Regions from separate parts of the Mus musculus genome. Here regions 1, 2, 4, 5 and 6 are each linked to region 3. Evidence: chromatin contacts called from public ChIA-PET, HiChIP or PLAC-seq and promoter capture Hi-C data. All regions are on one chromosome and are shown on one strand. The core of a region is the stretch at or near the end of the contact, and the rest is flanking DNA. Distances in the headings are between cores, read along the strand shown. Region 1 overlaps Mbnl1 (muscleblind like splicing factor 1). Region 2 has its middle 92 kb from the start of Mbnl1. Region 3 holds the start of P2ry12 (purinergic receptor P2Y, G-protein coupled 12). Region 4 holds the start of Mbnl1 (muscleblind like splicing factor 1). Region 5 overlaps Mbnl1 (muscleblind like splicing factor 1). Region 6 has its middle 32 kb from the start of Mbnl1.

Evidence for each region. Promoter capture Hi-C pulls out the DNA fragments that hold promoters and counts their contacts. ChIA-PET counts read pairs in DNA pulled down with a chosen protein or histone mark. HiChIP or PLAC-seq counts read pairs in DNA pulled down with a chosen protein or histone mark.
Region 1: an H3K27ac HiChIP or PLAC-seq map of microglia shows a contact between it and region 3, with 14 times the contacts expected there. The contact joins the enhancer-like site here to the promoter of P2ry12 in region 3. A contact is called at or near these places in 5 of 39 promoter capture datasets (the 3T3-L1 cell line, cranial neural crest, embryonic stem cells and 2 more) and 2 of 115 datasets of contacts at active chromatin or transcription factors (large pre-B cells and microglia).
Region 2: a promoter capture Hi-C map of pre-B cells shows a contact between it and region 3, with 8 times the contacts expected there. The contact joins the enhancer-like site here to the promoter of P2ry12 in region 3. A contact is called at or near these places in 3 of 39 promoter capture datasets (hippocampal neurons, liver and pre-B cells), 1 of 484 Hi-C or Micro-C datasets (CD8 T cells), 1 of 115 datasets of contacts at active chromatin or transcription factors (large pre-B cells) and 1 of 9 other capture datasets (macrophages).
Region 4: a promoter capture Hi-C map of hippocampal neurons shows a contact between it and region 3, with 4 times the contacts expected there. The contact joins the promoter of Mbnl1 here to the promoter of P2ry12 in region 3. A contact is called at or near these places in 11 of 39 promoter capture datasets (the 3T3-L1 cell line, the C10 cell line, cranial neural crest and 7 more), 1 of 484 Hi-C or Micro-C datasets (CD4 T cells), 5 of 115 datasets of contacts at active chromatin or transcription factors (astrocytes, large pre-B cells, microglia and 2 more) and 2 of 9 other capture datasets (liver and macrophages).
Region 5: a promoter capture Hi-C map of liver shows a contact between it and region 3, with 4 times the contacts expected there. The contact joins the enhancer-like site here to the promoter of P2ry12 in region 3. A contact is called at or near these places in 7 of 39 promoter capture datasets (the 3T3-L1 cell line, 3T3-L1-derived adipocytes, cranial neural crest and 4 more), 1 of 484 Hi-C or Micro-C datasets (CD8 T cells), 2 of 115 datasets of contacts at active chromatin or transcription factors (large pre-B cells and microglia) and 1 of 9 other capture datasets (macrophages).
Region 6: a contact with region 3 is called in an RNA polymerase II ChIA-PET map of memory CD8 T cells, with 6 times the contacts expected there. The contact joins the enhancer-like site here to the promoter of P2ry12 in region 3. A contact is called at or near these places in 8 of 39 promoter capture datasets (the 3T3-L1 cell line, the C10 cell line, cranial neural crest and 5 more), 2 of 484 Hi-C or Micro-C datasets (CD4 T cells and pre-B cells), 5 of 115 datasets of contacts at active chromatin or transcription factors (bone marrow-derived macrophages, large pre-B cells, memory CD8 T cells and 2 more) and 2 of 9 other capture datasets (liver and macrophages).

The regions. Positions count from the first base shown.
Region 1 is chr3:60,578,557-60,582,385 of GRCm38.p6, reverse strand. The region is part of intron 2 of Mbnl1 (muscleblind like splicing factor 1); the gene reads right to left. Among named protein-coding and RNA genes, the nearest start is that of Mbnl1, 79 kb to the right of the region's middle. Within about 2 kb of position 1,440, at least 52 of the 459 cell types and tissues checked have an H3K27ac peak or open chromatin away from gene starts, as enhancers often do. A contact at or near this core is called in microglia and neutrophils, where this site is marked.
Region 2 is chr3:60,406,904-60,410,751 of GRCm38.p6, reverse strand. No RefSeq gene overlaps it. Among named protein-coding and RNA genes, the nearest start is that of Mbnl1, 92 kb to the left of the region's middle. Within about 2 kb of position 2,016, at least 225 of the 459 cell types and tissues checked have an H3K27ac peak or open chromatin away from gene starts, as enhancers often do. A contact at or near this core is called in CD8 T cells, liver, macrophages and 1 more, where this site is marked.
Region 3 is chr3:59,260,955-59,264,832 of GRCm38.p6, reverse strand. P2ry12 (purinergic receptor P2Y, G-protein coupled 12) reads left to right here and starts at 1,848. Exons shown (of 5, transcript NM_001357008.1): 1 at 1,848-2,059. It overlaps Med12l (mediator complex subunit 12-like), which reads right to left. Exons shown (of 44, transcript NM_177855.3): 33 at 2,850-2,959; 34 at 2,488-2,623; 35 at 1,547-1,708.
Region 4 is chr3:60,499,570-60,503,323 of GRCm38.p6, reverse strand. Mbnl1 (muscleblind like splicing factor 1) reads right to left here and starts at 2,145. Exons shown (of 10, transcript NM_020007.4): 1 at 1,901-2,145.
Region 5 is chr3:60,602,329-60,605,969 of GRCm38.p6, reverse strand. It overlaps Mbnl1 (muscleblind like splicing factor 1), which reads right to left. Exons shown (of 10, transcript NM_020007.4): 4 at 2,076-2,276. Among named protein-coding and RNA genes, the nearest start is that of Mbnl1, 100 kb to the right of the region's middle. Within about 2 kb of position 1,644, at least 82 of the 459 cell types and tissues checked have an H3K27ac peak or open chromatin away from gene starts, as enhancers often do. A contact at or near this core is called in CD8 T cells and liver, where this site is marked.
Region 6 is chr3:60,467,513-60,471,144 of GRCm38.p6, reverse strand. No RefSeq gene overlaps it. Among named protein-coding and RNA genes, the nearest start is that of Mbnl1, 32 kb to the left of the region's middle. Within about 2 kb of position 1,549, at least 51 of the 459 cell types and tissues checked have an H3K27ac peak or open chromatin away from gene starts, as enhancers often do. A contact at or near this core is called in bone marrow-derived macrophages, liver, macrophages and 2 more, where this site is marked.

The DNA of each region.
Region 1 (3,829 bases), core at 191-2,690, 1.3 Mb before region 3:
AACAGATCTCTCTTCTTCTCAAGTGAGTTCCTTGCCCAGACATTAGAGCTCACCCAATTATGGCTCTTACGTAATTTGCCAGGGCATACTAAAATAGAAAGTGGTTAAGAAAAGTTAAATCAGACGTTTATTACTCAAAAACTAATGACTAACATTAGGTGTTCTGCCCTTTTGTGGTTGCAAAGATACAAATTCTAGGACAGTTGTTTATTCATGGGCAGAGGTAGGAGAAGTATGCTGAATTTCAGAAGATTTCCATTCATCCCCACCCCTCTTTAGAGTTTTCAAACAGCACTTGAAATAAAGTGTAAATATGTACAAGGGCTCATATGGTTAAACTTTCTATCCCTTTAATATTACTCTAATTTTTCAATTGCATTCTAAATTTTTTATCTTAGAAAGATGCGTGAAATTTTATTTCATAAAATAAGTCACATAGCCCCCAACTCTTTCTCTCCAGACCCCCTTTTTCTCTCTTTCTCTCCTAAAGCAGAGCATTGTTTAAGGCTCACCTTAAGGTCCTTAGCCTAGAGTTACTGTTTCTAATGTCTCGAGTAAAGTGAAGAACAGTCATTTTGCTATTACTGCCATGTATAAATTTTAACTCTTTCCATTATCATATAAAGAGTCATCCTAATCCAAAATGTCTTTAAGACCTGCAGCTGTTTCCTTTGTGTGAAAAGGAGACACAAAGACAATCTTGGGGTTCAAGAGGTCTAAAATGTTTTATGGGTGCTGCCTTAGCTGGTTTATAGCACGTGGTCATCTTAAAGAAGATGGTGGTGCAGTCACATGGTGGCTACTATTTAGAAACATCTATTTTACTTAACAAGAGTTGAATATATATACATACATATTCATATATTCAATATGCATACATATATATACACACACATATACATACATATGTATGTGTGTGTGTGTTTTCCCTAAACATGTTGAATCCGAGCTACACATATAGTATCACAGAGAAAATTAAGATTACCTAGGTATAGTCTTGTTTTTTGTTTTTTGTTTTTTTTTTTAACGTATTAGCTTTTGGTTGCAAATTTTAAGCTAACTTTTGTTCCAAATTTTACAGAGTTTATATAATAGTTTTAAAATAATTTTTGAGAGCAAAGAGCAAAAAGCATAGAGATAAAAGATTTTCTAGAGTGGAAAGTAGAAAAAGCTTAGAGATAAGAGACTTTTGTCGAATATTTGCTTGTATGATGGCAAATGTTTTACAATATGTGGGAATTTGCAAATTGATTTGGCGCTACTGCACTAAACTAAGGTCACCTTTTTCAGCCAGACATCATGGCTTCATACAGTCTCTGGCTCCAAAGAGGAAAAGAGAAAAAGGAAAAATCAGGAACTCCACCAGAGGGAGGGTTCTAATTAGGAGGAAGCTGACAGACAGGAGGGACAGGGCTGCAAACAGGAACTCCACCCCAGAGGATGTCTGTATCACAGAGGTCAGGGAAGGTAAAGGAAGAAACAACGGGTTCTAGCAAGCTATGGAGAGAGACCACGCAGGCAGCTTCTAGCAGAGAGGAGGAAGCTCGGAGGGAGCCGAGAACATGCAGTGAAGGAGAAAGGCGTGAGGGAGAGGATAAGTGTTCTGTGCAACAAGAGCTTCAATCTGGGGCATGCTCAAATGCACTGAGAGATTTGTCAGAGAGAGAGATATCTCCAGTCACAGAGGAGAGGCATCCATTTTCTATATGACAGGGGCCCAGGAGGCTGAGAAGAATGGTTTTATAGTAATAGTAAGCTCCAGCAAGTCAACAGAGACAAAGCAGATAGTGCTGCAGTTAAATTTACTCAATAGAAGAGGACTGAGGAGGTGGAGGGAGAGAGAGCCTTTATTTGTGAAGGGCACCCAGGAGGGGGAAGCAGGCTCCAGGAGCCAGAGAGCTGCCCCGAATACCACAGCAGAAGTACAGAAGGTGAAAGGAAGAAGCAAGGAAGAGGAAGACTCTAGAATTAAATAAATAAAAACAAAACAGATACATGCGTATCTTAGGAGAGTCAAGTCTGCAGCTTCGTTTGCTTAGGAAAGGCAAGACCCCTTGAAAGGGAGGGATCCATTTGTGCTCCCACCCAGAGCTTTCAGGACCAGATGTATAAACTGAGGGTTTAGGCACTAGATTTATAAACTAAAGACTTGACTACTCCGAAGTGTTGTTGATGGAAAGACTTTAATTGTAGATACGAAGAAGGACACAGCCAAAGGCATCTGAAAGAGTCCAGACCACAAGAGGAACAGAGAGGGAGAGAGGGAAGCTGAAAGAGGGAAGCCCAGGAGTTGGAGTTTAAAGCAGGAGGTAGGATCAGAAGCGCTGAAAAGAGCCATGAATAGTTGTGCTGCTATACTGAAAGAGCCTAAAGGCCAGCACTGGTTTTGGTTGGTCAACAGTCAACACCCATTGGCCATTTGTCCCTTGACATTGACAGGAAATGGCTCCTTTGGTAGAGAGAATGAGCGCCATATTTTGGGAGAATGGAGCTTCCTAAAACCTGATACTATAAAGAGAAATGACTTTGCTACCCCTGCCACGTATAAATTTCAATTCTCTCCATTACGAACAGATACACTTTTAAAAAACAAAATTATGGGACTCAATGATTCTGTGTTTGTATCCATGCTCAGTAAAAGAAGCTAAAGTTTGTGATTCATTGAGATGACAGTAGAGACTGGCAATACTTTATTACCAATTTTCTAAATTTTCCTTGCCTACCAAAATAGAATTGGAATGAATTCCTCAGAATTTTCAAAATGTGCTCTACTATGAGCCTATGAGGTGGGGGTGGGAAGGGACAGACATTCAGCTCGCCTCGTGCAACTGTGTGCTATTTCTCATTGCTTCCAATTACGATGCCAACACCTCATTGGTCAATTTGCTTTTCTGGCTCTCACATATACTCTGTAACGCCCTGAAGTGTGTAAGGGTGTTTTCTTGGAGACTGTCATGGTGCTCATGCCTGGCCCATGCTTAACAGTATGCTATAAAAGCAAAACAATATCGACAAGAGCTAAAGGCAGCGAATAAGTGAGTCCTTCAAGGTGGTCAGCTCTCCTAGACTTCTGGAGCTAGATGAAAAGTTATGATCCCTTGATGATAGTCTAAGGTCCAAAGAAGCAAGTGTTCTAATGCAAATGACAAGGTCAAAGGGAGGAATGCTCATTGGTATGAGAAGTTGGAAAAAAGAAATGGAAATGTAGGAGAAAGGCAGGAATTCAACAGTAGCTTTGAATACTGAACAAATCTGAAACAGTAACCCAGCACACACTTCCATGAAGACATTATTTTTTAAACACGGACCGCTCTTCTTCATTTTGATTCCTTAAAACTGATATGGGGATAAATTCTAATAGTGGGGTTCAAAGAAGCAAAAATAGGAACATAAATTTAAAAACTAATCCTGCACTTTCCTACCTGTGACTCTGTTGTACTTATTACTTAGTCCTTTGCCCCTCAGTGTCCTCATGAACAAAATGGTAATAACTATATTATCTATCTACTAAGGCAACAAGGGTACATTTCAGTGAAATTTTGTGGGCAGCCCTTGGTTCAGCATGCAGCAGTGGGAGAATGCCAGGAGATGTGGCAGTGTTTATGGTAGGCAGGTTTATCTGCATTTGTTGGATGCTTTCAGTCTCAGTCTGGAAACCTTCAGGCTGTTCTGCCTCAACCGGAACTTTATACAAAGTACGGTTTTCTATTCTACTCTGAAGAGGTCTAGACAAGGATATTTTGGTCCTGTCCTAAAACTCTTTCACAAAGGAGTCCAATCTGATAAGATTGTTACTGATGGTTGGCTATGTTTCCCTAATATAAAAAGA
Region 2 (3,848 bases), core at 767-3,266, 1.1 Mb before region 3:
AAATCTAGTCTGCAAACAAATAAGCAGCTCAGAATTAGAAGACACCAAAGGTGATCACTTCACAACATTGCATTGTGTACCTTTAATTAACATGCAACCCATGAAATATGGAATTTACATAACATTTGCGTTGCTATGGCCATTGGTAGCTCCCCTAGACAGTCTGAAAAGGACCCAATGTATGAGGCAAGATGGACTTGAATGTGGGAGGGCACTGGGGAAAGGTGAACAACATACCGGTTAAGCTACCCAATGAGGGTTCTTTAAAATCAATCTTTCTACATTAAAGATATTTGGAGATTGGAACCTTGACCGTAGACATTGTTCTCAAAGGAAGCAGGTTTCTTCCAAAGAAAGAAATTCTGCATGCATATTTTGACAAGATCTTTTATATTTGAGTTTAAATAATAATAAAAAAATCCTCTTCAGGCAGATTTGGAAAGTAATTTTAGAATGGCTTAATTTTCTTTTTATTAACAAAAACACAGACATAATTTGATTCATATTCCAGTTATGTTCTCTTGGCCACAATGTAGACTGAACATTATAATTTAAAAAGAAATTAAGATGATCCCTCAAAGTTTTCATAGTCATACTTGAAAACCCACACCTATGTAATGATGTCTGCAGTAGCCCACATGCTTCTTTTCATGTGAGCTGAAGTATGCATTACTACACAAACTAAAACTTCCCATAGCCATTACTAATTTTTATAGTTTGGACACAGTGGTATTCTTTTTCAACTTTTCTTACTTGGGTCAAAACTCTAAATAATTTACCTAATTGGAAATATAAGAAACTTAAAACATATGTACAGTCTCACTATATAAACTACTGGGCTTCGAAGGACTAAACTGCTCTCCAGACACTCAGTGAGTCCCATTTACAAAGAGCAATAACTTTGCAGGATAACAGTCATTTATTATTGTCATGATTTAGCCAGTGTCTGAGCATCTCAACTTTTCTTAAAGATTTTGGAGTTTTTAAAAATAAATTATAAATTATATATTGTCTTTGTAGTTCATTAACCAGAAAACAAAATGCATGATTACAAATCTGGTATTTCCATACTTGATAATTAACATAAAAAAATCCCATTTCTTACCAAGAAGTGAAAAAGGACTATCATGTTTCCAATTAAAGCTACATTTTAAAAATGCACTACATCCATGTATACAGCTGTGCATTCTGTAAATCATCTTAGATATCCTCAAGTGCTCTGTGTTGCTTTAGATTGATATTGGTGAACTGATCCTGTCAGCTGCTCTGGAACACAGCTGAGAACATGGGCCCTGCACTGCCCCTGTAACTTGTGATCTCACAACTTCTTTGGTGGGGAGCTGGCAAAAGGGATTGCTGTTACTATTCTATTTTAGCTTTTCAGTAAGTGCCAACAAACAAAATTATATTCCTTCCCTTTTATGGCTTTCTTCAAGGTCCTGGACAGCAGAGAAGGCATTTGTGAGGCAGGCAACATTACAGTTAGTGTTAAGTAGCTTATATTTTAACTGCAGGGAATTTGCAATCAGGTCTATACATATTTTGGTTCTTTCTCACAAAGTTACTTGAAAATAGGAAAGAAAAAAGAAGTGTGCTTTATCCCTATTTCTTTTGTTTTTCTTCTGAAATGAGATGACCTTTTAAGAACACCCAGGGAAAGTCTCCTAGTTTGGCAGAGACAGGAAGGACTGAGTCGGGTGGAGTGAAAACGAAAGTAGAGGCAGTCGACACATCTTATTTATATCAAATAATTTTGAAGCAGAAAAGAGAAGTTATTTTCTTTTTGTCACTGAGAGAGGTACTTTCAGCTTCTTCTAAAGGCAGACATGAACAGAGGCTTGGAAGGCATGCAGCCGCTGCTTGGAAAAATGCAAAGGTTTTTTTTTTTTTTTTTTTTTTTCTAGAGTCCTGGTAGCTTGCCACTAAAAACAGTTGCTGCTCCAAGACGTCTGTGGCTCATGCCAGACATTCTATCAACAAAGCAGAGCACTATGGCCTCAGACATGTGTGTGGACTTTTCATGAAGACAACAAAGTGATCTTTAAGATAAGCACGGAGAGCAGAGTCGTGCCACTTAGAACTGGATCAGGAGGGGTCAGCTGGGACCTCTCTGTTCCTGCTCTGATCATACATCCAAAGATCCACTGAAGGGGAGGGACAAGGGCAATCAGCCAATGCTGTGTTCATTTACAGGATTATCACGTTACCTTTCTGGTTACCTTTCTTCAGACGTTACATAAGTAATGTTCTTTAACACAGAAATAGACAGTTTCAGGGATGACAAGAGCTTCTGTTTGCTGGTTAGGTGAGTGAAGTTCACAAAAAGCAAATATGACTGCAATCATGAGCTGCCTGTGAGTAGAGACTTGAGAGAGAGATTTGTTTCATGAAGCAATAAAATATAGTTAAATATGTTTACTTTCAATGGTAAGGAAAGCTTCTGTCAATGTGTATTCCACTTTAGATCAGAAGCAATATTTTCCTCCTGAAAAAAAATACCTCCTTTATCATAGAAATATAAAGACATGAAAGTTTCTTTTATTCCTAAATTGGCTTAAAATATTTCTAGAAAATGGTTTCTGGGTTGAAGGGATGGTTCATTGGTTAAGAACACTTGTTGCTCTTGCCTAGGACCTGGGATTGGTTGCTAACATCCACGTGCCAGTTCACAAATGGCTCTGTAACTCCAGTGTCAGGTGATCTGATGTCCTCTTCTGATGTCCATAGTAGGCACTGTATTCACATGGTGCACACACTGAAAGCAAAAAACTCATACCTGTAAAAATATCTAAGAAGAGAGAGGAAGAGAGAAAGTGAGTGCTATTTCTATAAAGATAAAATGGCATGTCATTGTCATTGAATATTTCTATAGTAGCAATCAACAGCATGTAACTGAATCCAGTCTCTGTGTCAGAGCAGATCACAGTTTGGCCACTTTAAGTGATTCCCCCACTGAAAGCCCTCAGCTATACACTGGCTGTGCCTTTCCCCAGTTTCTAGGTTGAGAAGTATCTGTTTTGCAATCAGGTCTTCTCTCATTAGTCCTGTTTTTCTAGTAATGGCAACTGAAATAGATGCATGTGGTTCTTTCCCTAGGGGGATTATAAACACGTAAAAGAAGGAGGCATAGGTGTATGATGAAATATTGTGTAACCGTTGACTGCTATGTTGCTATTTTCTAATGGCAAAGGAAAAATTACATCATATGACTTGAAGTGAAACAAACATTTAGAAAACATTTTTAAGCATACAAGTCACACACACACACACACACACACACACACACACACACACACACACATATATATATATATATATATTACATGACTTATAGGATTTGGAGATTTATTTTCTTATTTTTCTTTTCCAAATAAGTGGCTACACTTTTTTTATAATCAGCAATCTGTGTAAGTAATTATGAATATTAAAACTAATTTCACAGAAAAACGTAACAATTGGATTTGTGAACCGTGATGAAGCTGTGTGTTTTCAGACCATGTAGCTTACCGAAAACTTGTTTTCTAAGGGGAAGCCGAGAAACAAAGGAAAGAGATTAGCAAGTAACACTCTTCACGTGTCTTTGCTTTCTCCAGAGAAATCTAAGGAAATAACAAGATACAGTTTGAATTTTAGATGTTTACCATGATAATGCTTATATTATGGACTCTTAAGACAAGGGAGTGAAAGGGTTTAGTTTTGAAAGGGTTTTTCTTGTTTTTGTTTTGTGTTTTGTTTTGTTTTGTTTTGTTTTTTTTTATATAGACAGAAATTAGAACTAGGTACAGGATTAATTTAAACACATTTTATTGTTCTCAGTTTTTCAGCAGAAGAAAGCCCACATACATATC
Region 3 (3,878 bases), core at 599-3,098:
ACGAGCTAAGGGAACTCAGTAGACAGGAATGTTCATCTAAGCAGTGTGAACTGGGGTTCAGGACTTTGCAAGTTCAGTTCTCCAGTGCTCTGTACCACCTGACACTCCTTAAGGCATCTAAAAGTGAGCTAAAATATTTTAGTATAAAATGACATTCTCATTCAAGTATGTTGTAGAAAATATAATCTCTCAAGTATCCTGTAAAGTTGCTGTTAGAACCATCTCAGGAATCCATTATTTTTAGTATTATACAAGATTTAAAAGTCAATATATAGTCTGCCTCTGATGTATGAACTCAATTTAGTATATATTTCATGTACATGTATGTGGCTTTCTCTGAATAAAATTTTTTGGGAGAAAATTAATTACAGAAACAGGTACAACACAAATTAAGTCTTTCAATTCCAAGGTATCTTTACTGAATCCAGGTAAGGAATTCAATTTTGTTTCTGAAAAATAGCATGCTTTTATTTGTAATACTAATGGGTAACATTTCTTAGTAATTTTGCAAGTATACCTATTTAAAGACATTTCTCCTCAAAACGGCCAAGGTACCCCGCCCCCCATGTGAGCATATCTGTTTTTGTCTGTCTTCCTCTTTAAGTGTGACTTCTTCTGACACTACCAGTAATGTCACCACCCACTGCTGTCTGCCATGTGATGAAATCGTTCTCCTGAGTAGAACTCACATCTAAATGGCTCCTGGATGCCTTCTGAAAGAAGCCCAAGTCACCCTTATTGTGACTTCTGGTTTTCCCCTCCCATGGCCACACTGCTATGGCATTTGAGTTAACTCTGAATTCTGGTGGCATGGTTTTTCCTCTTAACAGTCACCTTTCTTGCCTTTCCTTAAACTTTCCCCACCTGTCCTATACTTTTCTGTATACTTAGTCCGTCAGGATGGTCTGTGTGTCCACTATTGTAGGACCCCTGTTCTGACTACCTCTGCCTGTGTGACTTAAACCGTTCCCCGTTGGTGCCATCATGACCTGACCTGCACGTCCCGTTGCATGTAAAAGTGCATCTACTTCCCCCTAAGGGCAGGGATTCCCTCCACCATCTCCATTGCTGCAGTGCCAATGGCTACTCAGGCTGGCCTTTCTGTTATTTTAAAGAACCTTCCAAAGCGTTGTATAGAAAGCAAATGCCCATCTAATACTGCTTCTTAGAGACTACGTAGTGTTGTAACACAAGTTTTACTAAATACTGCTTACTCAGCAAATGAAAATTCTTATCAGCACACATTTTCTTATATAAACATAGCTTGTTTCCTATCCTGATGTAAAATAATAATTTTATTTTACTTTTATTTCTTATGCTAAGCTGTTACTTAAGTTTTTGGTAGATTCTAGAAATGCCCTGAAGTCCAGATAAGCATTTTAATTGGGAGATCTTTGAAGATAATGGCTTTTTTCTTTTTCTTTTTGCAATGCCAATAGCTATTGTGCTTTGATGACAAAAATTATACCACTGAAAATTAAGAAAAGTCACTTGGCTTCTATAACTAGATATATTTATATATGTGGGAAAAAACATTTACTCTTGCCTGTTTTTTATCAATAGAGTCAAATCCAGCAATTTTGTTTCCCTTTGTATCGATCAAAGAACCCATGGGTTCACACGTGATGACATCGCAGGTCTGCTTTGGCAAAGGCAGCAACTGTCGAACTTTGTCAATGCTTTCTGACCTCTTGTCTCCTAGTTCTTTCTAGAAGAAAGAGGGGGGAAAAATGTAAAAGCAAGAGAGAAGTGAGGCAAAAATTCTGACTTTACAATGAAGCAAAAGCTAACAAGAAGGAAGTTCCCCAGTGACACATTTCCTTTTTTTTAGGGCTAGTATGTCTTTAGTCCTTAGCGCAGTCTATGGAACAGCTGCAAATTGGACTGGTGAAATGTTTCATTTCTTCTATTCAAGTAGAAAATCAGGGTGCACACAAAGGCAGTCTTGTTCTCCATGACAAATCAGAGTGCTGAAATGACAAAACGCCAGTGTCATTTGCTGTCACACAGCAGGAGCTGCCGCACGGACACTTTCCCGTATCCAGGGTCACAGTGCAAGGTAACCATCAGCTTTTTTACTGTAACGTCTTCAGATTATGTATTTGCAATGTCTATTTGCCGTTCATGTCCAGGACTGTTAGTGGATTTACAAATTCAATGCAGAGCTCATTTTTTTTTTTCCCACTTGCATGTGTAAATCCAAGCATGGGTTCAAAGGAAATCTGACACTGGAGTTTTGGTTAGATATCTGATAATGCATTTTTAAAATCCTTAAAAATTAAAACACATTTTATTTGAGCACACCTTTTCAGAGAAAAAAATCGTTCAAATATCATGCTTGTAATTTTGAAGGACTGACAGAGTAGGTAAGATAACAAATAACCACAATCTGCTGAATCAGCTACACATGTAGATTAATGAGGAGGAAATTAAGACAATAATCCATAAACAACATGATTTCAGAGTAGAGGCTGATCACAAGCTTACTTTCAGTTTCTTTACTAAGTTCATGTATGCACGTTTGTTCTCTTCTGATCCCCCGGGGGAAGCACTTGATAGGTCAGAAGCCAGGGTTCCATTGATTAAAACACCCAGCATGTCAAGAACCGTTGTGAATAATTCACTGAGAAGAAAGAAAACCCCATTTTATTCTCACAAACAAAACCCGGACACACAGAATTGCCTAAGCATTTCTACTGAAAGTGCTAAGTTTTTAATGACAGCTAAATCAGTAAGTGGCAGAATTTCCTGTCAGTAGACAAAAGCTTGTACCATGCATGCATGCAGGGGAAAAAAAAAGGTATAAAATGATAAAAAACAAAATAAAACAAAACAAAAACCCAACATACTTGTTAGTGTGCATGTCAACAGTTCCCGAAGTAATTATCTGGAGGAGTAGGAGGGCCCAGTCGGTGGTCCCCTGCGTGCTCCGCTGTACCGTGTCAAACATTCCTCCTACCTAGCATACAAAATATGATAAAGATTTTGTATTGCTACCCCTATTACCATATGTGCCCAAATGTTGATTTGTTAAACCAGAAGTGATGTTAAGAACTGGTTCTTGCTAGCCACACTATGGATTATCCTACAACTGTCTCTTCTAGCTATGTGGTTATCACTGTTTATGGTTCTTTCCACAGAGGCTAGGCATTCAAAACTTAACAGAAAGTGTAACACTTGAATGTGGGCAGTCACAAAATTACCTTTCTCTTCTCATCAGTCTCTCATGGTACTTAGTTTTAGACATAACTGCAGTTAAACCTGAATAGCATCAAAACTCTGTCTCATCACCTGCAATTGTGTGATATTCGATTATTATTGCATCTGAGCCTGCCACTATAATATCCCTGGAGATGCCCTTTAACGTGGAAGGAATGAGGAGGAGAAGGTATTGCCACAGGTCTGCCAGCTCCTGGGAGGAGGTCAGAGTGCTGAAGGTGAGGTGAACAACTGCCCAGGGAGGTCAGATTGCCAAAAGCCAGAAAAGCAATTGCCCAGGGCACGTTCAGGATTTGTCAAGAGGAAATTTAAGGGAATACAAAACATGCTGAAACTTTCAGATTTCTGTAAAATATTCTTGTGAGATTTGTCTTTTTTTTTTCTGATCAATTTAACAGAATGTCTCTGAGAAAAATTGAGAGTTGACAGATTTCTGTGGTTGTAAAATAGAACACAGTGAAAGCCAACACTCCTATTAAAGGTTTGTCGGACCTCCCCTTAGCACTGCACAGGAGGAGGAGGAGAGATCTGCCAGATGGAGCCTCTACTCCCTGGTGGAAAACACAAATAGGTGCTTACAACTCTACTGTCTAGAATTCAACCCAGACAGGAAGGACGGCAGCTAAGGAAACAGAAGGTTTAAGAGAAAAGGAAGTAGG
Region 4 (3,754 bases), core at 896-3,395, 1.2 Mb before region 3:
GATGGGGAAGCACACACACAAGCAGCCGTATCCCAAACCATGTAACACTTTGCTTTCTCTTTTGGCATGTGCCCGAATACTACTAGATGTGGATCTGATGCTCACATTTGCTCTCAGTTACAGGAGAAAAAATATTAAATGAAGCTTATGTGAGGTCTGTCTAAGTCTCTCCCAATAATAAAATGTGTCTATGATGTATGATGTCTTCAGTGGTGGTGCAATTTTAAAACAAATGAACTGGTTTCCTGGGGCTGAAGCCAACCTGTTCTATGAACACAACCTTCAACTAAGTAGTTCTCACTGAGGAAACTCTGCATTAAACATAGAAACATAAAAAACTATGTCTAGATCTTGGGGAAAAAAGTGTAACCCTGTACAAATACAAGAAACTGGAACATGATGGCTTTCTTGAAAGCTAGTTTAGCTGTCACCAACTTTTAAGGAGGCAAAGATGGAAGTGACAGCCACGTGCTTTCTCCCGCTGTGAAATAACTCATTGTCTTCAGGCTACCAACTACATAGTTAACACATCTGCCTCCTGAACTAAATTGTTCAAGGATTCTGCAGTCCTTGAACTTTCACTTCAACTTATCTTTGGGGATCAGAATTTTATCTTACAAATAGGACCAGGTAACAACACCAACATTGTAAAGCCATAGACAGAGACAGCCTGGTTTGGAAAGTTATGGCCTAAGTAAGTTCCTTGTATGAACACTGTGTTGAAACCCAGGAAGGAGGTCTAACATGCCCACTAGTGTACTATTTCAAAGCATGCTGCAGAAGACCTGCGTATCCAAAGGCCGTAATTATGACTTCCCTCTCCTTGAATTAATTTGTTTGTGAAATAGCTCAGAGTGTTGCAGACTTTATTAATCACTTGCTATGGTCTGTGCCTGTGCTGGTGGACACAGAAACCTAAAACAGTGGCAATAACCTTCCAGGCTGCTTCTAACTTTGTTTTTAATCCTGGGGATGCATACCGCACATAAACCCATCTTAGCAGCGTAATAGGCTTGTCTCAACACCCATGTAGCTGTAAAATGCTGTGGGCTAGCCAGGAAGGCTTCAGCTCCATTTATACATACATGCATGTGTGTGTGTGTATGTGTGTGTGTGTGTGTGTGTGTGTGTGTGTGTAATTTCTTTAAATCTCACGTTACATCCTCTAAAATCAAAGTATTCTCATATGGCACATTACTAACAACATCAGACTCGGTCTTTTTTTTGGGGGGGCGGGGGGAGGAGTGAGGAAAGGTTTCATATTTCTCTTGTTTTTATTTAAAAAACCAGTCCATATACTGACTACTTATCATGAAAGCTGTTCTACCAGCCTACTGTGGCTCCACCCGGAAAGCTCTATACTTACTTTTCTTACAGTTTTTGAGTGACGCACTACAAAACCACCAGAAAGGGAGGAAAAGCGGCAGCCCTCTCAAGCAGGGCGTCTTCCTCCCTGTAAACTTGGCAAAAAGCACACTGGACTGAAATACAGCACTCTCCATATAAGGCAGCCCAACTAAACATGTCATGCGTAATTTATGGGTGGCAAGCAGAGCATTAACCTCTGCGTGCACATACTTGGCCCACATGAAGCCGGTGCTGGGTGGCAGCCCCGGCAGAGGGATGCGGGCGCGGCCGGGACCCGCGCGACCAGTGGCCGCCCCCCGTCGACCCTGGCAGAGGTCACCGAGTTCACAGCACTCGGCCACGCACCTGCCCCGGCTCACCGGCCACTAGTCCTGTCCCGCGGCGCCCCACGGGGGCCCGCAGGGAGGCGCGGGACAGGGCCGGTAGCCGCAGCGCGCGATCGCGGTGCGGCCCGGGGACCCCCGAGCGCCACCCGAGGCCGCCGCAGCGCCGCCCGCAGCGCAGAACAATGCGCGGCCGCCCCGCCACTCACCTCTCACGTGGCCGTGCAGGCTGCCCGCCGGGGCCCCGACTGCCCGGGGCATTGTGGGATCGCGACTCCGGGATGCCCGCCACGGGAAAGGGAACTGGCCGGGTCCGGGTCACGGGAGCATGGCGAGCGCCCCGACTCGACGGGCTGCGGCGAGAGACTGTGGCATGTCGCCGTGCAGCCTCTTATCGCCGCGCGCCGGTTTCCGCCGCTGCGCGGCCCCTCCCCCGCGCCAGCCCCGCCAGGAAGGCGCGCGGACGCGCAGAGCTCCCACGCGCAGCCCCGGCCCCCGCCCGCCCGCCCGCTCGCTCGCCCGGGCCCGCGCCGCTCACCGCCGCTCCAGCTCCCGGGGCTCCGCGCCCAGCCCGCGAGGCCCGCAAGGTTAGACGGAAGGTTAGAGTTAGCTGCCCGGCCTGCAGCAGCAGAAGCAGCGCATCGCCTGGAACCTGGAAGGCGAAGGGCGGGAAAGAAGCTTGCACGGGTGTTGGTGGGTATCTTTCTCAGCACTCACAGTTTTGGAGTTCTGCGAGAAAACTGATCGTCACCCAAACACAAACCCAGGCCACCTTCCTGTCCTATCGGCAAATAAAACTTGCAGTTTAAAGGCTCCCTTACTTCCAACTCTGCAGTGTGGTGTACAGAAAGCAAGCAGGGCTCCCTCTTTTAAAATAAAATAACATCTTAGGCGCTGCAGAGGTACTCCCACGCAAACAAGCCCTGGGCAACTGCCCGCCTGAGCAAATGAAACACCAGCTCCTAGTTCATTAGCTGCTGTCCTGTAACTTGGCTTTGAAAGAAAAGAATTCTGGGCTTCTGAGAAGAGATAAAGTTTGAAGATCTGCGGACGGGATTTCCAGTGAATTTCAAGGAATTCTGATAACTTCGTCAGGGATGATTTTTAACTATAAAAACGTTTGTTTCATGGTTTGAACATGAGTTGAGGTGAGTGAATGCAAACTGGATTTCTCCCTCCCTGTTTCTGTTGAGTGGGTCAGGCACACTCTCCTAGGCGGAGTAAATAAATAAATAAATAAATAAAGTACTCCACTAGTTTGCAGAGGTACTAGTAACAGATCTTGATCCTCTGCTGGTCCATGAAACACGGACTTGCTGCTTACTGATCCCTTCCTGAAATAATTAATTAATTAACTAGTACCACTTCTCAGTGTTAATTATTAAAAGTTCCCAAGTCCCCAACAATGGAAACAAAGTAGAATGACAGTAGCATTTTCTCAGAGAACAGAGACAGGGAGTTTCTAACTGACAATTAGTAACCACCAGCGCCTGAGGACTTTCTCAGCATTCATTCCAGCAACTGGATGGAATGTGAGCTATGGCAGAAGTAGTTAAGTATAGGTAGGATGGAGGTAAGTGCAGGAGGATGGAGTACACGGATTGTACTTTTTGGAGCAGCATGGTAGAAAAGAGCACCAGCCAGCTGGTGCTAAGATGGTAGGCAAATATCCAAAATGCCCTTGAGAAAAGGAGGGAAGGCTCCCTGGAGGAACTTATGCAAGCAGCGCCTTGAAGGATGTGCAGAAGTTGCTAAGATAAAAAGAGAGTTGCCTGGATAGGCTAGCTGGCTAGGGAGATGACTCCTGCGTAAAGAAGCTGGAGCTCAGGTCTGAGAACCTGAGTTCAAATTCCGAACATCTAGGCAAGTGTCTGTAACCACAGTGCTGGGATCAGGTAGAGAATGGGAGATATTCACAGCCCATTAGCCAGTTAACTCTGAATTCCAGACTCAATGAGAGACACTCAAAAAAGTAAGTAATAAGATGGAAGGTAAATTTCAGAAGACACCTAATGTGGACCCCTGGCTTCCACGTGCACACAATCATAGGCACAGGGAGTGTG
Region 5 (3,641 bases), core at 395-2,894, 1.3 Mb before region 3:
AGTTAACTACCTTACAAGCAGTGTCTACTGGGTTCCTACTTTGCAACTTCAGACCTTTGTATCCCTTTTGGTACTGCCATTGCTAGGTCTTCTAAGGGATTATAAACAAATCTGAAATCACTTTATTGTGTGACAAATTGTAGAAATGGAGAAAAAGATATAACAAGAAGAACAAAGTCAAGATCCTAGCTGAATTAGACCAATTTTACCTCAGAGGAAAATCAAAATTCAGTTGAAGATGGAATGTGGCTTTAATCTCTAAATAACCATAGTATCAACCTTGAGAAAAGAACTGTAGGCATTCCTTTCATGGATTTCGCCCTCCAGTGCTCCAAGGAGCACCAAGGTTGTATGTGTGCATGCATGCCTGTGTGTGTGTTTATGTGTGAGTGTGTGTGCTTATGTGTGCGTGCATGTGTGTGTGTGTGTGCGTGCGTGCGTGCGTGCGTGCGTGCGTGCGTGCGTGTGTTTAAGTTCTGGAATCACACTGCAGAGCAGAAAGAGGCACATGCATGTTTCCTATTTCAGGCCCCAACTATGACTGTGACAATGACTTAGATCTTGGGAACAGAACCAAGGGCATGCTCACTTCTATCAGGAATGCACATAACACAGGAGAGATTGTCCTAGGAAGTAGCAAAGGCAAATGACAAAACTCACAAGCAGCTCTTCATGGAAAGAAAAACAAAATGACAAAATACAAGTATAAAAAAACTACGCAAACTTTCAAGGGAATGAGCAGTTTTGAGCAAGTAGCTCAGCTTGAAGCATATCCTCTTAATGCTTTGAATATTGTTACCTATTAATAATTACTATGTTGGCATTCTTCTTCTCAGACTATTTGAGTCCCATTAATCAACTAACAGTCATGCATTAAGAATCCTGTGTTTTCTTTAGGAAGATTGGGGAAGAAAACTGTTTCAGATGCTGCCCTATTTCATTTGCGGACAGCATTTGTTAGAGAATTACTATACTTGGGAAATGAGAAGCCAAATGGCAGAGTGTATCTCTACAGCAAGGATAGGCTACCTCCCATCTCTTGCTCTGCTCTGACTCCTCTGCAACACAACGGTAGTGACAGCATCTTTCCCATCAGGTTGTTCTAAAGGTAGGCTATGTGATGGCTGTATCTGGCACATCCTCACAAAATGCTACAATATGATATCCTTTCTAATACGTTCAATAGAGTATAATGAATAAATAAGGCATTTTATTATATTTCTAACAGACTGGAAAGTTATTAGAGTCAAGGCCCTCCAAGTGCACCCTACTTTACTTTCCCTGTAATTAGTACACCCAGGCCATCTCAGCCCCAAGTCCGTCCTAAGCAGACAGACAGGAGAGGCAACTCAGTTTTTACTTACTAGGCCATTTTTCTACAGAAACTGTTTATCAAGGCTGTTAATTCATGCCATGCTAAAATTCTGAATAGTAATGTCATACTAGAACTTTATCTCTAATTTCCTTTTCAGTCACAACAGTAAAGTGTGTGCGTCTGCTTATCCTCCGCCCCAAGACAATGACAATCATGTGACAGCCTACTAAAAACGCTTTTATCAGGGTGCGTTTCATAAAACCACCCGCCTGCCTCAATGGAAGTACTTCAGAGGTTATGACAACATCTGCAGAGAGTTTTGTAATAGTTCGTGCACAGCAGCCAATGTGTTCCTGTTTATGAGATCCTCTGGACTTCAGTCATTTATTTGTTCACTCCAATAATCATTATATTGTGTTGATGACTACAAGAAACATTCAAGAAGCAACTGTTCTGGGCCAAACATTTTTTCTAACTCTTTGAGGTTTGAGCATTAGCATCATGTGCAAGATTTTAAGGATACTAAGACAAAGTGGAGAAACAGACACGCTGATCCCAGTTCCAAGCCCTCCCTGAGGAACCTAGACATAGATGCTGACTGATTTTGTAATTGTTGCATTAACCAAAACAGCATAACCATATTCTAGCAAACTTGCACAAACACTGAACCAAGACATGTTCATTCAGTTTAAAGTCACTCTGGCTACAAACACTTGAAGAACTGTAATGGAAACTATGAAGGTTCAACTCTTTATCCTACCTCCAGTCTGTCTGTCCGCATTAACTTCTGTGCAGCAGCTGCGGCAGCTGCTGGCACTGGAACTCCAGGATTCCCCGTGACCAACATTGGTGCAGTCGGCAAGATCTCTGCTGGAACCAGGCTTGGGGAAACAGGCCCCAGGTAAGGGTTAAAGGCTGCTGATGCACTGGTGGCTAAGCTTGGTGCAACTGAAAACATTGGCTGCAAATTGAAACAAAAAGCAAAACTTAATGGCAAGTCTCCATTCCAAATTGATACTCTACTTACAGAGTTATCATTTATTCTTCATCTATCATTCATTCTTTCTTCCTTAACTTCTATTTAATTCTGTCTTTAATTTAGTCTAAGAAGATTTCAGTATACTGATATTTGCTAAGTCATTGTTTTTCTCCAAATCTAGCAGGCAGAATATGCATTCATATCTCCAGAGGGGGTTCGAAGATTGGCATCTAGAATACTTGTGGTTTAACGTCTTAAATATCTTAGTACAGACACTTGTTTGTGCTCACCCAGTCTCCACCTTTGTGACTCAATCCTAGAAATGTGTCTGAGAAACACACTGTGTAACTGCTGTCAGATATAGTGGAAAGGTCTGTTCTCAAGTGTTAACAGGATATAAGTGCCTATCATCTGAGCAGACACAGATGTCCCAGGGGATCACAGAGCCCCACAGCCAGCACATTGACCAAATCTGTGGGCTGTGAGAGGTGATGATTACACTGTCTTTTGAGCACAGAAGAGATAGCATTTGGCCTGGTCACTTGATGTCGGTTTCTCAGAAGAAAGGTTCAGTGTTCTACAAGCCCATCCCATACTTGTGGGGCACTCAGCAATGGAAATTAACCTTCTCCAGAAAATGTCTGGAATGTGAAGCCTGACAGAACATTTCCCAGGAAATGCCACAGAATTATTAAAAAACATGGGATGGGCTGTCAGCGGGCAGGACACACTGGGGTGATGCTACTGCATTCAATGGAGAGAAGCCAGGGATCTACTATGTGTAAATGGCATTCTTTAATATGAGAGCATAAGGTCCCAAAGGACTATACCATGGTTGAGCATCCATCCTACATGACAGCTCTGCATTGTGTACACATCTGTACTAAGAACAATATGAACGATAGACTATTTAATGTATACATTGATTCACTGGGAAAAATTTATAACATAGCATAGCTCACACTGATACATTCACCCTAACATAGCTAGTCCTCCAAGCATGTGCTTTGAACACCATGTTTAATTACTCTGACAGGTCTGTGGCCCTTGACTAATGAAGTAGCCTAGAATAAGTCTTTCCATTTCAAACCTCAAGCCTATTCCAATGCGAAGCAGCTGCCCTCAGGAAATACAAAAATTCCATGTGTATTATGAAGAAGGATCCATGTGTAAAACTGGGTCCAGTGGCATTTGTCTCTCCACAAAACCCTGAACAGCAGCTAACTTCAGGCTTTCCCTTTGTGTGCTAGAGGCCAGGGCAGCACCATGACAGGGTCAGTCCTGCATGGTGATCATGCATTAAACTTCTGTCCAAGAACATTCTAGGCAAATGTGTGTTCTGTTGCA
Region 6 (3,632 bases), core at 300-2,799, 1.2 Mb before region 3:
TTACCTCCTCAGCACCTGTGGATATAGTAGTGTCCCCTCATCTATGGGTTCTCTGACTAAAGTTTCAATTACAAGTGTCTAGCCACAATTCAAAAACATTATGTGGAAAACTATGGAAATGATACATTGTGATGGTTTAAATAGGTATGGCCCTATGAACTCATGTGTTTGAATGCTTAGTGATAGGGAGTGACACTATGAGGATTATGTGTGGCCTTGTTAGAGGAAGTGTGTCACTGTGGGGGTGGGCTTTGATATCTCCTATGCTCAAGCTATACTTAGTGTGGCACACAGTCTCCTGTTGCCTGTGGATCAAGATGTAGAACTCTCAGCTTCTTCTCTAGCATCATGTCTGTCTGCTTGCATGCTGCGATGCTTCCCACCATGAAAATAATGGACTGTAAACCTCTGAACTATAAGCCAGTCCCAACCAAATGTTTTCCTTTACAAGAGTTGCCATGGTCATGGTGTCTCTTTACAGCATAAAACCCTAACTAAAACAGATATATAATTTTAAGTTGCCAGAATTCTGTGCATGATGAAATCCCATGCCAGACTCCCTCTATGTGCCTAGTGGACCCACATTGTGCGCACTACCTACCCACAGTCAATTATTATCTACTTTGGTTCTTAGTAGCCCTGCCACACTGTCTTAGGACCTGTACTCAAGTAACCCTGTTTTACTTGATAACGACCCCAACATTCTAGAATAGTGATGCTCTACCCACTTTAATGTACCAAGAGAAGCCATGAAGGACTCCCTCAAAAGGAAAAGGCGAACACTCTTGGCAATTCAAGAAGAAAATAGATCTCATGGTGATGTAATTAATGTTCATGGTAAGGACACAGAAAACACTCACTGGCATAAGTAGGGTTTGGTGCCAATTGTTCTCATGCTTCTACTGTGAGAAAATCTTGAAATATTACCATTTTAGATAATGGGTGGACCACAGAAGTTACGTCTCTTTCCTGACATCAGTACTCTGTCTCTTCTGTCTAGAAGATGAGCATTTATGCTTCTGTGCATTTATTTTGGTGACTATGCTTGAGGTTTTGCCAGCTTCCCAACTTTTGCTCTGGCTAACTAATCCAGCCTACTGCTCTCTTTTTCTTCATCTGAATTTTTTGAGGTAATTACCAACACTGTTTCCTCGTGTCTTTCTTCTATGTTTGTATCAAATGTAACATAGATTTCACCATTTTAGCATGTTATCTGTACCTTCTGAAGCCATCAAGTGCATCCACATTTTTGGAACCTTTAGCTCTTAGCCTTCAGGACTTTCTCATCTATGAACACTGAACAACAACCTGCCCTCCCTGTGCTCCCTAGCAACCACTATTCTATTTCCAGGACTTGACTATTCTAGGTACTATACATAAATGGACTCACATGGTCTTTGCTCTCCTGTGTCTGGTTTATTTCATTTAGGTTCATAAGTGTCTAGCCTCTGTCCAAGTTACCTTCTTTTCTCAAGTTTGGCCAGAGTTCTGCTGTGTGAATATGCCACATTTTGTTCATCTGTCAGGGGACAGTGGGTTGTTTCTTCCCTTGGGGGGTTATGGAGGGTGCTGACCTACACATTGTTGTGCAAGTATCTGGTTGAGCCTCTGCTTCCAGTTCTTTTTGATACACACACACACACACACACACACACACACACACACACACACACACAAAATGATACATCCTCTATTGCCACGGTTAATGTTGGGAGGAAGTGGAACACTATTAAGTTTATTCGTGTCACACTGTCCTTCTGCATTTGTATTCTTGCTTCCTCTTATTCACCAAGTCTCCTTGTTAGTCAGGAAATGAGCTCTGTCACCAAACTGCAAACACATTAAAGGCTTCTCTTGCCATCACTTTTCAGCACATGCCCTCTACTGACCACTTCCTCTCCCTGGAAGTTGAGTTTCCATTCTGGGCTTCCTCCTCGCCTTCTCTGATTTTCTCATAGGAGCTTCTAGCTGTGTAAATGTTAGATACTGCTTTTTCTCATAATTTAGTCTGATAAATTGTCTCATCACACTGTATTTTCAACATGTTTCTACTTGAAGTTTCCATTAGCAAATAGTAACCAATTCTTAATCTTTCCCTTCAGAATGCATGTTTTCCTGGAGAAGTTTTGATGATACATCCTCTATTGCCACGGTTAATGTTGGGAGGAAGTGGAACACTATTAAGTTTATTCGTGTCACACTGTCCTTCTGCATTTGTATTCTTGCTTCCTCTTATTCACCAAGTCTCCTTGTTAGTCAGGAAATGAGCTCTGTCACCAAACTGCAAACACATTAAAGGCTTCTCTTGCCATCACTTTTCAGCACATGCCCTCTACTGACCACTTCCTCTCCCTGGAAGTTGAGTTTCCATTCTGGGCTTCCTCCTCGCCTTCTCTGATTTTCTCATAGGAGCTTCTAGCTGTGTAAATGTTAGATACTGCTTTTTCTCATAATTTAGTCTGATAAATTGTCTCATCACACTGTATTTTCAACATGTTTCTACTTGAAGTTTCCATTAGCAAATAGTAACCAATTCTTAATCTTTCCCTTCAGAATGCATGTTTTCCTGGAGAAGTTTTGATGTTACAAAGTCCTAGGTGTTTCCATGTAATGTGGAAGAAAATAAAATCAAAGATCTGCTTCTATTATTCATTAAGCAAGGCAACCATTATTTCTGTGACATTTCCTCATCTGTAAGGGGGGCCTTAAATATTCACCTAAAAATATTATTGGAAGGTTACAAAACAAAAGGTACGTTCTTAAGGATTGTAATATAACATAAAGACAAAAAGTCCACTCAAATTCTCTCCATTGTTTTGCTACCCATGATGTAAGTTGTGTGATCAATTGGATATGCATATCTTGGTTTTAGCCATACCACTCAGAGCATAACCTATGTTGTGTATTGTGTATATTTGATCCCTGTTATTCATTTCTTATCAAATTTTATCTATAAACTCATATTATATAACAAATTAAATTGTTTTGTGAGATTATTTAAAGTAACTTAAAACATCACTGCATGCTTTTGCACTTTACACCATAATATGAAGATATTTCTAAGATGTGTGTGTGTGTGTGTGTTCATATGTGGACATTTTTGTATAGATATACATAAATGGTTACATATTGGTTAACAATGTATGATTTACTCAATACCTTTCTACCTTACCTTTTGACAAGGTCTCTCACTGAACCTAAAGCTAACTGATTAAGCTAGAGTAGATGGCCTGGAAGCTTCAGTGACCTTGGTCCCCAGTGCTAGGATTACAGGTCCATTCATCTCCTTGTACATGGGATTTTATCTCTGGGTGTTGAGTCTTGCCAGTTTGCAGGATAAGCACTTTACCAATTGAGTCCCCAATCCCTGCAAAACATAATTAGAATGAATTTATATATGGAATTCCTTCATTGACTGAACTTTACAACTCAAAACAGTGCCAAAGACAGGAACAGAATCATGAAGGCCTCCCTTCTTTCTCCCAGCCAGGTATTGGAAAAAGGATTATTGAACCATCTGTATATACATGTTATTTGTCCATGCTAAGGCATCTAGTCAAAAAAGGTGTTACAAGTATAAATTGCCATTAATTTTTGTTGTTCCATACTGCTGCTAATATTTGACACAATAA